Linked DNA regions of Mus musculus: all the other regions are linked to region 1. A link is a contact called in public promoter capture Hi-C data. All regions are on one chromosome and are shown on one strand. The core of a region is the stretch at or near the end of the contact, and the rest is flanking DNA. Distances in the headings are between cores, read along the strand shown. Region 1 has its middle 8.2 kb from the start of 2300002M23Rik. Region 2 overlaps Ddx39b (DEAD box helicase 39b). Region 3 holds the start of 2310061I04Rik (RIKEN cDNA 2310061I04 gene). Region 4 holds the start of Nrm (nurim (nuclear envelope membrane protein)).

The links. Promoter capture Hi-C pulls out the DNA fragments that hold promoters and counts their contacts.
Region 2: a promoter capture Hi-C map of stem cell-derived epiblast-like cells shows a contact between it and region 1, with 3 times the contacts expected there. The contact joins two enhancer-like sites. A contact is called at or near these places in 6 of 39 promoter capture datasets (the SN4741 cell line, embryonic stem cells, hippocampal neurons and 2 more) and 2 of 484 Hi-C or Micro-C datasets (both in cortical neurons).
Region 3: a contact with region 1 is called in a promoter capture Hi-C map of stem cell-derived epiblast-like cells, with 3 times the contacts expected there. The contact joins the promoter of 2310061I04Rik here to the enhancer-like site in region 1. A contact is called at or near these places in 9 of 39 promoter capture datasets (the 3T3-L1 cell line, 3T3-L1-derived adipocytes, the SN4741 cell line and 4 more), 3 of 484 Hi-C or Micro-C datasets (the G1E-ER4 cell line and embryonic stem cells) and 1 of 115 datasets of contacts at active chromatin or transcription factors (embryonic stem cells).
Region 4: a contact with region 1 is called in a promoter capture Hi-C map of stem cell-derived epiblast-like cells, with 4 times the contacts expected there. The contact joins the promoter of Nrm here to the enhancer-like site in region 1. A contact is called at or near these places in 12 of 39 promoter capture datasets (the 3T3-L1 cell line, the SN4741 cell line, cranial neural crest and 6 more), 19 of 484 Hi-C or Micro-C datasets (the N1E-115 cell line, cerebral cortex, cortical neurons and 4 more), 5 of 115 datasets of contacts at active chromatin or transcription factors (T-cell acute lymphoblastic leukemia, embryonic stem cells, forebrain and 2 more) and 1 of 9 other capture datasets (embryonic stem cells).

Annotation. Positions count from the first base shown.
Region 1 is chr17:35,574,301-35,577,133 of GRCm38.p6, forward strand. No RefSeq gene overlaps it. Among named protein-coding and RNA genes, the nearest start is that of 2300002M23Rik, 8.2 kb to the left of the region's middle. Within about 2 kb of position 1,476, at least 7 of the 459 cell types and tissues checked have an H3K27ac peak or open chromatin away from gene starts, as enhancers often do. A contact at or near this core is called in stem cell-derived epiblast-like cells, where this site is marked.
Region 2 is chr17:35,253,530-35,256,362 of GRCm38.p6, forward strand. It overlaps Ddx39b (DEAD box helicase 39b), which reads left to right. Exons shown (of 11, transcript NM_019693.3): 11 at 1-178. Among named protein-coding and RNA genes, the nearest start is that of Mir8094, 3.7 kb to the left of the region's middle. Within about 2 kb of position 1,377, at least 15 of the 459 cell types and tissues checked have an H3K27ac peak or open chromatin away from gene starts, as enhancers often do. A contact at or near this core is called in stem cell-derived epiblast-like cells, where this site is marked.
Region 3 is chr17:35,895,984-35,898,816 of GRCm38.p6, forward strand. 2310061I04Rik (RIKEN cDNA 2310061I04 gene) reads right to left here and starts at 1,395. Exons shown (of 6, transcript NM_001033630.1): 1 at 1,208-1,395; 2 at 1-89. The coding sequence starts at 1,279. Atat1 (alpha tubulin acetyltransferase 1) reads right to left here. Exons shown (of 13, transcript NM_001142744.1): 11 at 2,405-2,484; 12 at 2,274-2,316; 13 at 1,612-1,932. The coding sequence ends at 1,758.
Region 4 is chr17:35,859,827-35,862,659 of GRCm38.p6, forward strand. Nrm (nurim (nuclear envelope membrane protein)) reads left to right here and starts at 1,492. Exons shown (of 4, transcript NM_134122.2): 1 at 1,492-1,691. The coding sequence starts at 1,559.

The DNA.
Region 1 (2,833 bases), core at 226-2,725:
CCTGCATGTACACGTGTGTACTGCACGTTTGCCCAGTGTCCACTGAGGTCAGAAGAGGGCACCAGACTCCCTGAAAGTGGACTTGCTGATGGTCGTGGGCCTCCTGTGGGTGCTGGGAACTGAAACCCTGTCCTCTACAAGAGCAGCGAGTCCTAACTGAGCCATCTCTCTGGACACATGAGACCTTCATCTCCTTAAGCGGAGACTAGGATTTGAACCACAGACAAGGTGCTGGCATCAGATGAAAGCTGGTGGTAAGATGCTTTTCTCCTGGGAAATAAGCTCGTAGCCTAGTGACAGAGCACTTGCCTGCCGTGCATGGGGCCTTGAGTTTGGTCTCCAGGACTGGAAATAAAGAGAACTAATTAATTCATCTGCTGACTACCTTTAAGGTAGACAAATGATATAAGGTTCCCGAATTTGATGATTTATATACATTGTATCTTACTTAATTGTTTTGTTTTTGTTTTCGAGGCATCTATTATGTAACCCAGGCTGGCCTTCTACTAGCTGTGTAACTAGGAGTAGCCTGGAACTCTTAAGACCTCTTGCCTCTACTTCCCAATGCTCATTTATGTGTATGTGTGTGTCTGTATATATGTATATATATAAATTTAATATATAATATAAAATATATAACATGTAATAGATGTAATAGGTAATGTTTAATGTGTAATATATAATGTGATATGTAATATAATATATAATATGCAATATATAAAGAATATGTAACTCTTTAATATCTGTGTGTATATATACATATACACACACACATATGTGTGTGTGTGTGTGTGTGTGTGTGTCTGTGTGTGTGTGTTCTTTAAAACTTTTGCCAGGCACGATGGTACACACCTTTAATCCTAGCACTTGGGAGACAGAGGCATGTGGATCTCTATGAGTTCTAGGCCAGTCAATGCTACATAATGAGTCTTTATCTCAAAGAAACTGTTGGGTTTTTTTTTTTTAATTTTGTATATGTGTGTGTACCTGTGTGTCTATGCAGCAACTGACCTGCACCCCGATTTCTCCACTGCTGAGCTGTCTTCCCAGCCCACATTTACCCCTTGGAACGCTGAAGGGGCCGGGAGGGAGGAAGTGTGGGTGAGCAAGGAGGGAGAACTGGAGGCTCTCAGGGGCTTCAGTAAGGAAAGGGTGCTGTGTGTATTCAGGACAACTGAGGTGCCTGAAGCTTGCCAGGAGCCGACTCCAGCCGGCCGGGCGGGCGAGAGTCATGGGAGGAAGTGACTCCTCAGATGTTTCTATAGGGGCTGGCCCGGTGCGCGCACACGAGGGAGTTATCTTTGTTTAATTATTAAATGTGTTTCCTGTTTATGCTCTTCTTTCTCACATGGGGATTCTCGTGGCCTCCTGCCGGGTGCTTAGTCAGTCTCTTAATTGTCTCATAAGGGCAGGCTCTGTCACCTCCAAGCCAGGCATCCAGATCATCACTCCCTAAAGGTGAGCTGAGTGCCATCCCGACCCGGAGCGCGCATTAGAGGTCGGCTCTGTGTAGCCAGCCACCCAGTGCTCTGGGCTGGGCTGATTTTGCTCCTTACCCTCACCTTGGGTAGGCACGGCCTGACACTCAAAATGTTTGCTGGGCCAAATAAGTTCATAAATGCTGCAGGCACCCGCCCACTGACCCGCCTGCTGACCTACCAAGTGACCTGCCCTTAAAACCGGGCTGACTATGCACCCTGTGCTTCGCATCCACCCACCTCTACCTCCGTCTAGTAAATGGTCCATCCGCCCACTAGATTCTAGTTCCAGAGGGTGTTCACAAAATCTGGGGCGACTTAGGAGACTACGGGGTCAGGGATAGACAGACAACAGGGTCAGGGATGGATAGACAGACGGGAAAGGGAAGGTGTGCTTGCTTCAGAGGAAAACTAAAACTGAATTGTCTGTGGTGCTTTTAAAAGTTGCTGTAAAAGAGCTGGTAAGATGGTCTGTGGGTCAGGTGCTGCCTCCCAGGCATGGCGACCTGAGTCTGATCTCCAGCTTATGCATTAAAAAGCTGGGAGTGGGGCTGGAGAGCTGGCTCAGCAGTTGAGAGCACTGGCTGTTGTTGCAAAGGGAACCTCAATTTGTTTTCCAGCACCCACATGGCAGCTTACAACCATCTTTACCTACGGTTCTAGGAGATCCAATGCCCTTTTCTAACCTCCACAGGCACCAGGCATGAACATAGTGCATATACACGCGTGCATTCATACACATAAAATAAAAATAAATATTTTAAAAGACGTATTTATTATATTTATATGAGTACACTGTAGCTTTTTAAAAAAGGATTTATTTATTTATTTTATGTGAGTCCATTGCTGTCTTCAGACACACCAGAAGAGGTCATCAGATCCCACTACAGATGGTTGTGAGCCACCATGTGGTTGCTGGGATTTGAACTCAGGACCTTTGGAAGAGCAGTCGGTGCTCTTAACCTCTGAGCCATCTCTCCAGCCCCAATAATAAATATTTTTAAAACGCTGGGTGTGATGGAGAATGGTTATAAACCCCAGTGCTGGAGAGAAGGAGGCAATAGGGTCCCTGGGAGTCACGATGGAGAATCAGCCTGCTCCAGGTCCCAGTGAGAGACTCTATCTCAGAATACAAGGTGGCTGGATAGTATACTGGAGAAGAAACCACACTGGAGGTTGCCCTCTGACCTTCACGCTCAGGAGCATCTGCACACGCGTGCGAATATTAACTTAAATAGTTTTGCTAAGACTTCAAATAACTACTGACCAAATGAAAGCAAAGGCTGGCCCATGTCCTCAGCTCCGGGAAGGCTGGAGCAAGCCCACAGTGACCAGCAGGTAGAATAAAGGCATCC
Region 2 (2,833 bases), core at 127-2,626, 320 kb before region 1:
TCAGGAGGAGACACTGCCGCCCCACCCGACACCGACGCCTCTGCCCACCCTATCTATGCTTCTCTCTGCGTCACCACCACTCCTAAACCTAGTCCTGATTTATCAGAGTTGTTTGTTTGTTTGTTTTTGTTTTTTAACAAAACTAAGAATGAAACAACCGTGTCTGTGGTGTCTGTAAGTGCTCTGTTCATGGCTTGAACCAGGGTCATTCTGAGGGCCGTGAGCCGGGTTGTGGGGCAGCGTCATTGTCTTCTTTCTAAGGTGGCTGTGGACAGGGAGGCTGGGACACTGCTGGGGCCCGGAGGTAAAGAGAGCAAGCCCCACGTCCTGGTACCTCAGCTCCTTCAGCTGAGTTTCTTGTATCTCCCAGGTATCTAAGCGGGGCCTGGTAGGCCATGCCTGAGCGTGTGTGCACAGGCATGTGTGCACAGGCGTGTGCGTGCATGCGCATTCACGCGCGCGCGCACACACACACACACACACACACACACACACACACACACACACACGCATACTGGCAGCTTAGCTGTGTAAAGAGCCTGGAGTCCCTAGCTGGACTAAGTGTCAACCAGGGCAGGGGCTGGAAGCCTTGGGAAGCTGTGGAGAGGTCTGGCCTGCCTTCCCTTTCTGTTTTTGGTCTGAGGCTCAGAAGGTCATAGGTGAAGCCCAGGCAGCTTCTTACCTCAGCCGTGCATCTGAGGTAGAGCGGGCCTGTTGCAGGATTATCTTGGGGTTCTTGGCAGTGGGGGGGCCGGAGGTGGGAGGTGAAAGTAACAGACCTGAGCTGCTGCTCCCTGGAACCGGAACCGCCTCTCTGTAGACCTTGATTGCACTTCAGGGCCAGGCATTGCTAAGGCACCGGCCCATGGGCCCCCTGCCCGCTCTGACCTGACAGGCTGGAACTTGTGTTGCTGGCTTGAGATCTCAGATCCATACAACTGCAGTTGCACCCTTAGCCTCAGCACAATTGGGTGTTGTGATGGATGCCATGTGGGTGGGCGTGCCTCAGAAGGGGTGGATGGTATTACTCCAGGTCACTTGGGGGAGACACCCATTTCTTCAGACATGCCCCAGAGCACAGGCCTCTGCTCTAAGGTTTGAGCAAAAGTCTCATTCATACCTTCTGTGCCCCTGCCTGTACCTCTCTATGCCTCCCTGGGATAGCAAAGAGGAGGTTGGTCTCTGCGCCGAAGAGCTTCCCCACAGTCAGGGTCTCATCAGGCGGAACTATACATACAGCCAAATGCTTCAGTCTCCGTTTCATTCTTTGTTTTTATTTTCAAAATAGTTTATTAAGTTTTGACAGCATCTATCTAAATGCACTAAGTGTGCATTGCCTATGGTGGCCAGCAGAGGGTGCTGGGTCCCGAGGAGCAGGTTACCAGGAGCTGTGAGCCACCTGACTTGAGAGCAAGTGCTCCTGCCCCTTAGCCCTCTGCTCCTGAGATCCTCATTTCTGAAGAGATCTGGCCACCACATCCTGGTGGGAAGGGATGGATGTTCACAGAGAAAGCCAGAAGACTTGCTAGGTTTCCCCACTCAAGACAATTACCATTAGGGTTCCCTTTGCCCAGTCACGTGTGCTGGATAGTTTTATATGTCAACTTGACACAAGCTATGTCCATCACAGGAGGGAACCTTAATTAAGACAATTCCTCCATAGGACTGGGCTGCAGGCAAGCCTGTAAGGCATTTTCTTAATTAGTGATTGTTGGAGAAGGGCTGGTGGTCCTGGGTTCTATAAGAAAGCGGGACTGGGCACATTCTTGGAAAGGGGAGGGAGGATGGGGAAGGAATGTGTGAGGAGGGGACTAGGAGGAGATGGGGTGCTGCAAAGTGAATACATAATGGAAAAAATGAAAGGGCATGATGGTGCACGCCTTTAATCCCAGCACTTGGGAGGCAGAGGCAGGCAGATCTCTATGAGTTCAAAGCCAGCCTGGTCTTCCAGAGCTGTCAGAGAAACTCAATCACAGCGGTGGGGGTTGGGGGAGCAGGCTGAACAAGCCAGTAAGCAGCCTTCCATGGCCTTCACATCAGCTCCTGCCGCTAGGTTCCTTCTGTGTTTTGACTTCCTTCAATGATGGACAGTGATGTGGAAGTATAAGCCAAATAAATTCTCTCATCCCCAAGATTCCTTGGTCATGGTGTTTACCACAGCAATAGAAACCCTGTGACATGTCACTGTGAGGTTGGTCCTCACACAGTACAGTCTCCATAAAAGCCCTAGCAAGCAAGAGGCCAATGTCTAACAGGAGAGTCCAAGATTCAAATCCTATAATCGGTGCAACCCCTTAACTCTTCCAAAACACCAAAACAGCTGCTGCCCTCTTCCAACTATCTCTAGAAATGTTCTTGCAGGTGGCAGCTGCAGTAGGAGCTAATGAGCCCCCAGATCTATGTAAAAACGAATCAGATGGTGAGGCTGGAGAGGTCACTCAGTGGTTAAGAGCACTGGCAGCTCTCGCAGAGGACATGAGTTTGGTTCATAGCACACACGTGGTAGCTCACAATCATCTGTAATTCCAGTTCCAGGGGAGGGATCTGTCACCTTGTTATGGCCTCCATGGGCACTCCACACACATGGTGCACAGACATATATACAGACAAAATGCTCATACATAAGGTGAGATTTAAAGTCTCAAAAAAAAAGATTCAGTGTTTTCTGTGGGTAATGTTGCTCCGTGGATACAGCATGCATATGATGCACAGATGTGCATGCAAGCAAAACACATACGTAGAAATAAATCAGAAGTTAGAGATGGTTCAGTAGTTAAGAGCATTGGCTGATCTTCTAGAGGAGCCGGGTTCAATCCCCAGCACACACAGCGCA
Region 3 (2,833 bases), core at 145-2,644, 320 kb after region 1:
GACCGGTGAGGAGGAAAAGATGGAGAAGTCGGTGGAGTGGAGTGGGGCCAGAGCGGGGGGAATGGTAGAGGTCGAGGAGAGAGCTGGTCCTAGGGAAAAGAGAACAAAAAGAAAAAAATCAGACATCTAAGCATGGTGGTGTAGGGGCTACCATGGATTCCAGGCCAGCCAGGGCTACACAGACCTAGTTTTAAAAAACAAAACCAAACAAAGGAACAAGAAATCAGCTCATGCTCCTCCACCCCAGCTGGGCTGATCAGAAGCTTCAAGTCCTACCTGCAGAAGAGAGTTTACCAGAGGAAAGGGAGACATGAGGAAAGAGCGCAGGAGGACAACAGCACCAGGGCCACCGTCCCCAACTTTAGAAAGAACACCTATGATTCCATCATTATCCTGGTTTACTGCTCCATGGGAGAAATGATGCGATCTATATATAACATGTATCAGGATTCTGAAATAGAGCTGTGCAGGGCAAAGAACATCCAAGTGAAGGTGTGAATAGTTCTGAGTTGACTCTGTTGGAACCTCTGGGCACTCTGCCTGCACCTCAGTTTCCAGTAAATAGAGGAGAGGCCTATATAACAGGATGATGAATGTATAAACTTCGTCACCCATAAAGTAGTACATAAACGGAAGCTATTATCATTATATATTACATATATATTCTATATTATCATTTTCTGCACCATTAAATGACAATCGGGCCGATTGCTGAAGGGTGAACTCGGTCACTAACGCTGCTACTGCAAGGATGGCAGGTCACCCGAGGTCAAGCCTGATTCCAAGTCCCTTGGCGCCCAGGAACCCCAGGGGCAGGGGGTCCATGGGGCCTGGCCGAGCCCTCTGGGAGCCTTCCCCGTCGCCGGGGGCGTGGCCGTGCTCCCGCCGTCCCCCGGAGCCCGACCCGGTGCAGCGGCCAGCCTTTCGGGCAGGACCGTTCTGCAGGTGCACCACAGGCCCGCAGTTCCGGCCTCTCTGCCCTGCCCTTCAAGTCACCTCCAGGCACAGGTAAGAACGGCGGGGACCGGGGCCACCCGGGATAGCCGCTCCCCGGACCTCACCGGGAACGCCGGCCCTAGCGGGCCCCGCGCCCCTCACACGTGCAGCACACGGGTGGTCAGGGGCGGCGGGGGCCTCTGCGCCTGCGCGGCCCGGCGCCCCGCCCCTCGGCCGGCTCTGAGGAGGGTCTCCGCCCGCCCCTCCTCACCTGGGGTCGCGCCTGGTAGGCGCGGAGGCAGGGCCCGAGGCGCCGGGCGGCCCCCGGGCTCGGACGGTACATGGTGTTCCGGGAGTGAACGGGCGCCTCCCGCGTCCCGTCTCCGTCTCCTCGCCGGGCAGCGCGCCCCGGAGCCGGCTTCGTGAAGGGGAAAGGAGGGAGGGGGGGGCCGGGGCTAAGGGAGGAAAACGGAGAGACCGTGCGCCTGCGCACAGCGGGCCCGCAGCAGCCCAGGCGCCGCTACGCGGGAGTGCGCTTGCGCACAGCGGGCCGGGGCGCTCCCAGGGCGCCTGCGCAGCCTCTTGTCAGGCCTAGCAAAATGAGGGGAGGTAGGACTGAATATAGTTTCAGGAGAGAGACTGAGGGGCATGTGAATTTGAATAATGACAAGTCACTTTTTGTCGGTAGCTATAGTGATAACAAATAAATACTTTTATTGCTCTGGTTAAAAATAACGATACAAAGGATCTGAGGCTGACAGGCCTGTTGAATGAATGAGTGAATGAATGCATCCATACTGAGGACTAAGCTTTGGCCATGGTTACCAAGGCCTGGTGCTGCGGCGTTCCTGCAGGTTTCGAATGACCCTGGCGTTCATTATGTCCCCACCCACCGTCCAGGACTGGGGGGGTGGCGCCTGGGCCCTTGGAGCACCTGTCTGTGTAGGCTCCTCCCCAGACCCATCCAGTAACAAGACCCGATCCTCACTGGCCGACCTGGTGGGCAGGGAGATGAAGCGTGTGTTAGAGCTGCTAACGGGGAATTACGCTGAGACAATTCTTCAAGGTTGTGGGTGCAGGGTAATGTACAGACACCTGTTGGGTTTTAAGGCTGGGACAGTTACCACGGTGTCCAAACTTAAGTACTCAGAGCACGACAGAGGGGAAAAACACCAGAATTCAAGCCACAAGGAAGAAGGCTTATACGACGTTAGGTAGAAAGATGTGTGGGGGAAACTGGTATCCAGTTCACACAGACTTAGGAGGAAGCAGGAGGAGTAGTGTTAGGCAGTGTCAGAAGGTGCTGGCAGCTGTTAAGGGGGAGGTGTAGACCTCACCTATCCTCCGCTTCCTGTTCCCCCTGCTTCCGTTCTTGGTTGCCTGTGGAAATACCAGGCATCTAGGGAGACTGTAGTCGTATGTGTGTGTGACCTATTTGGTTGGAGAATAAGAAAAAGTGGCTACTTACCTGTACCCAGGAATGAGGTATTGAATCCCCCATGGCGGCTGTAGTGGCAGCTTTGGGCTACCAGCCCCCAGGGAGTCCCCCTGTAGAAGAAACGGGAGATGAAGGGGAAGAGGCTCAGGATGAAAAGGTGGCATGGAGGGGTCAGAGGAGAAAGGAGGGATAGCGTGGGAACAAAGACGATGGGCAGCTACCTCCCTAAAGGATTCTTGTCTAAGACTTCTAGCAAAGGTAGGGGAGGGCTTATTTTATACTTCAAGATTTCCTGTACCATCCTGCACTGTTGCTTTGCTCTAACTGGGATGGTGTGTGATGTGATCTAATTATGTCAAAAACACTTGGGCATGCAGGAAGGAGCTTGCTGAACCATGGTGCCTGAATGTGTGAACTCCCTTAAAATGATTCTTTTAAATATAAGAACTCGGGGCTGGC
Region 4 (2,833 bases), core at 242-2,741, 290 kb after region 1:
TGAATCTAAGGCTTCCTGAAATGCTGCTCAAAAGCTTCACCGCTAAGCAGTAGTCCTAGACCATTGTTCATTTGATGCCTGTGGAGGCCAGAAGTCAGCCTTGGATGTCTTTCCTCGGGCCACTTTGTTTTTCTTTGAGATAGGGAATCTCACTGGGACATGGGGCACCCTTAGGCTGGGCTGGATGGACAGTGAGCCTTAGGCATTTGCCTCCCTAGAGCTTGCATTATGATTTAAGGAGGAAACAGGTTAAAGAGAAACCACACATAGTCAACTGCTTGTTTCCCACCTATAAGCTCTTCTGGGACCACTTCACAGTGTCTAGAAGATCAGTGGAGCCAGGATGTGATGCTAGGCCATAATCCCAGCACTTGGAGGCAGAGGCAAGAGGATCTGCTCAAGATGATTCTCAGCTACATAACAGCAAGTTCGAAGCCATCTTGCGCTACATGAAGATTCTGCCATTAAGGCGTGTACCACCACCTGGCTAGATTCTGCCATTAAAAATATATATACATTTTTTTTTTTTTGAGCAGTCCAAGTGGGGGCTGGAGAGAGCTCAGTGGTTGAGGGTACTGGGCTCTTCCAGAGGACCTGGGTTCAAATACCAGCACCCACATGGCAGCTCACCACTGTTACTCCAAGATCTGACACTCACATAGTTGCAAGCAAAACATCAATACACATAAAGGCAAAATAAATGTAAGTACAGAACTTCTTCAAAAACATTCACAGATGGAGCCCACTCAATACATTTCCCAAGCAGAGATCAGGGTGGGGAGGAAAAGTGCTATACAATGCATTAGAACTTGGTCCAGACGTCTTGGGAGCAACCAGCCTCCCTGCCCTTGCTCTATCTGTAATCTGAGAGAATCAGCTCTTGTCTTCTGAGGACCCTGTACTTGGATAGCTATGGTGATTGAGCCTTTCATTACTCGGTCTTTGGTTTTAGAGACAGGGTTTCTCTGTGTAGCCTTTGGCTATCCTAGAACTGACTATATAGGCCAGGCTGGCCTGGAACTTGGAGATCCATATGCCACCATCTCCCGACCTTGTCTCTCTCTCTCTCTTTTTTTTTTTAATGGCTTTTTCGGAACCGGTCTCCATATGCAGTCCAAGCTAACTTCAAATTCTCCTGCCTCACCCTTCCGAGTACTGGAATTACAGGCACGAGCCACCACACCCAGCTCTAAAACGGTCACTATACAAAAATCTATGTTGGGCGGGGTGGCGCCGTTTGTAACCCCAGCACATCAGGGATTGAGGCTGGAGAATAAGGAGTGATTATCTTTAAAAACAAGATGTTCTTTATGTTTCCACGCAAGGGAGGCTCTGTCTTCACTTTCCTCGAGAACACTGACAGCGCTGAGATTCGACCCACAAGGGTAGCCGCAGACCAGCTGCCCTGACGACGCCTGGGATTCCAACTCCGCGCTGTGACGCGCCGCTCGCGGTCCCCGCCTTGCCGCCAGCACCCCCAAGGAGGCGGGACCTGGGCAGGGCCAGCAGTCGCGGGAACCCTGAGCCCGCCTTCTCCTCAGGCTCCGCGCTGCTCGCCATGGCACCGGCGCTGCTGCTGGTTCCTGCGGCCCTCGCCTCCTTCATCCTGGCCTTTGGCACCGGAGTGGAATTCGTGCGTTTCACCTCCCTGAGGCCGCTGCTTGGAGGGATCCCGGAGTCTGGCGGTCCCGGTGAGCCGCAGGGATCCAGGGCGAGCTGAAGCGGAGAGGAGGAGCCGAAGCAGCGTGGCGAGGGCGGGGCATGGAAACAAATGACAGGGAAACCGCCAAAGCTGGGAGGCGCTGCTGGGAAGGGAGCGGAGGCTAAATCAGAAACTCCAAGATTAGTCTTGTGCAGAAAGCTGCGAGTGAAGACTGACAGAGTACGGCCCGGGGTGGGGGTGGGGTTTTGTGAGGAGAGCCAGGGGAAGGAGAAAGATAAAAAAGGGGAAACGCTGCTAGAAAACCCCAGACAGCGAGATGTGGTAGCTCACACCTTTAACCCTATTATTGGAGGGGGCAGAGGCAAACGGATCTCTTGATTGAAGGTCTATCATTACTGATTTCAAGGCCTGATCTATTGAGTGAGGACTATGTATGTAGAGATACCCTGTCTTGGAAAAGCAAACAAGAAAACCACACCAAAGACCACTTCCCTAGTCTCCTTGCTTGCTTGTGTGTGTGTGTGTGTGTGTGTGAATGAATATAATTGTGGAATGTGTGCTTGTGCTCCTGTGTGTGCAGTGCAAACGGCTGCTGAAGGACAACCTTGAGTTGTTTGTTTGTTTGTTTTTGGGTTTTTTTTTTCAGGGTATTTCTATGTATCCCCAGCTGGCTTGGAATTCAGAGGCCTATGTATTCTTTTTTTTTTTTTTTTTTTAAGATTTATTTATTTATTTTGGTGTTTTGAGACAGGGTTTCTCTGTATAGCTCTGGCTGTCCTGGAACTCACTCTGTAGACCAGGCTGGCCTCAAACTCAGAAATCCGCCTGCCTCTGCCTCCCGAGTACTGGGATTAAAGGTGTGGGCCACCATGCCTTTCTTTCTTTCTTTCTTTCTTTCTTTCTTTCTTTCTTTCTTTCTTAAGATTTATTTATTTTATGTATATGAGTAAACCTTAGCTGTCTTCAGACACACCAGAAGAGGGCATAAGATCCTATTACAGATGGTTGTAAGCCACCATGTGGTAGCTAGGAATTGAACTCAGGACCTCTGGAAGAGCAGCCAGAGCAGCCAGTGCTTATTGAGGGGGGAGGGGGGAGACAGGGTTTCTCTGCATAGCCCTGGCTGTCCTGGAACTCACTGTAGACCAGGCTGGCCTCGAATTTAAAAAT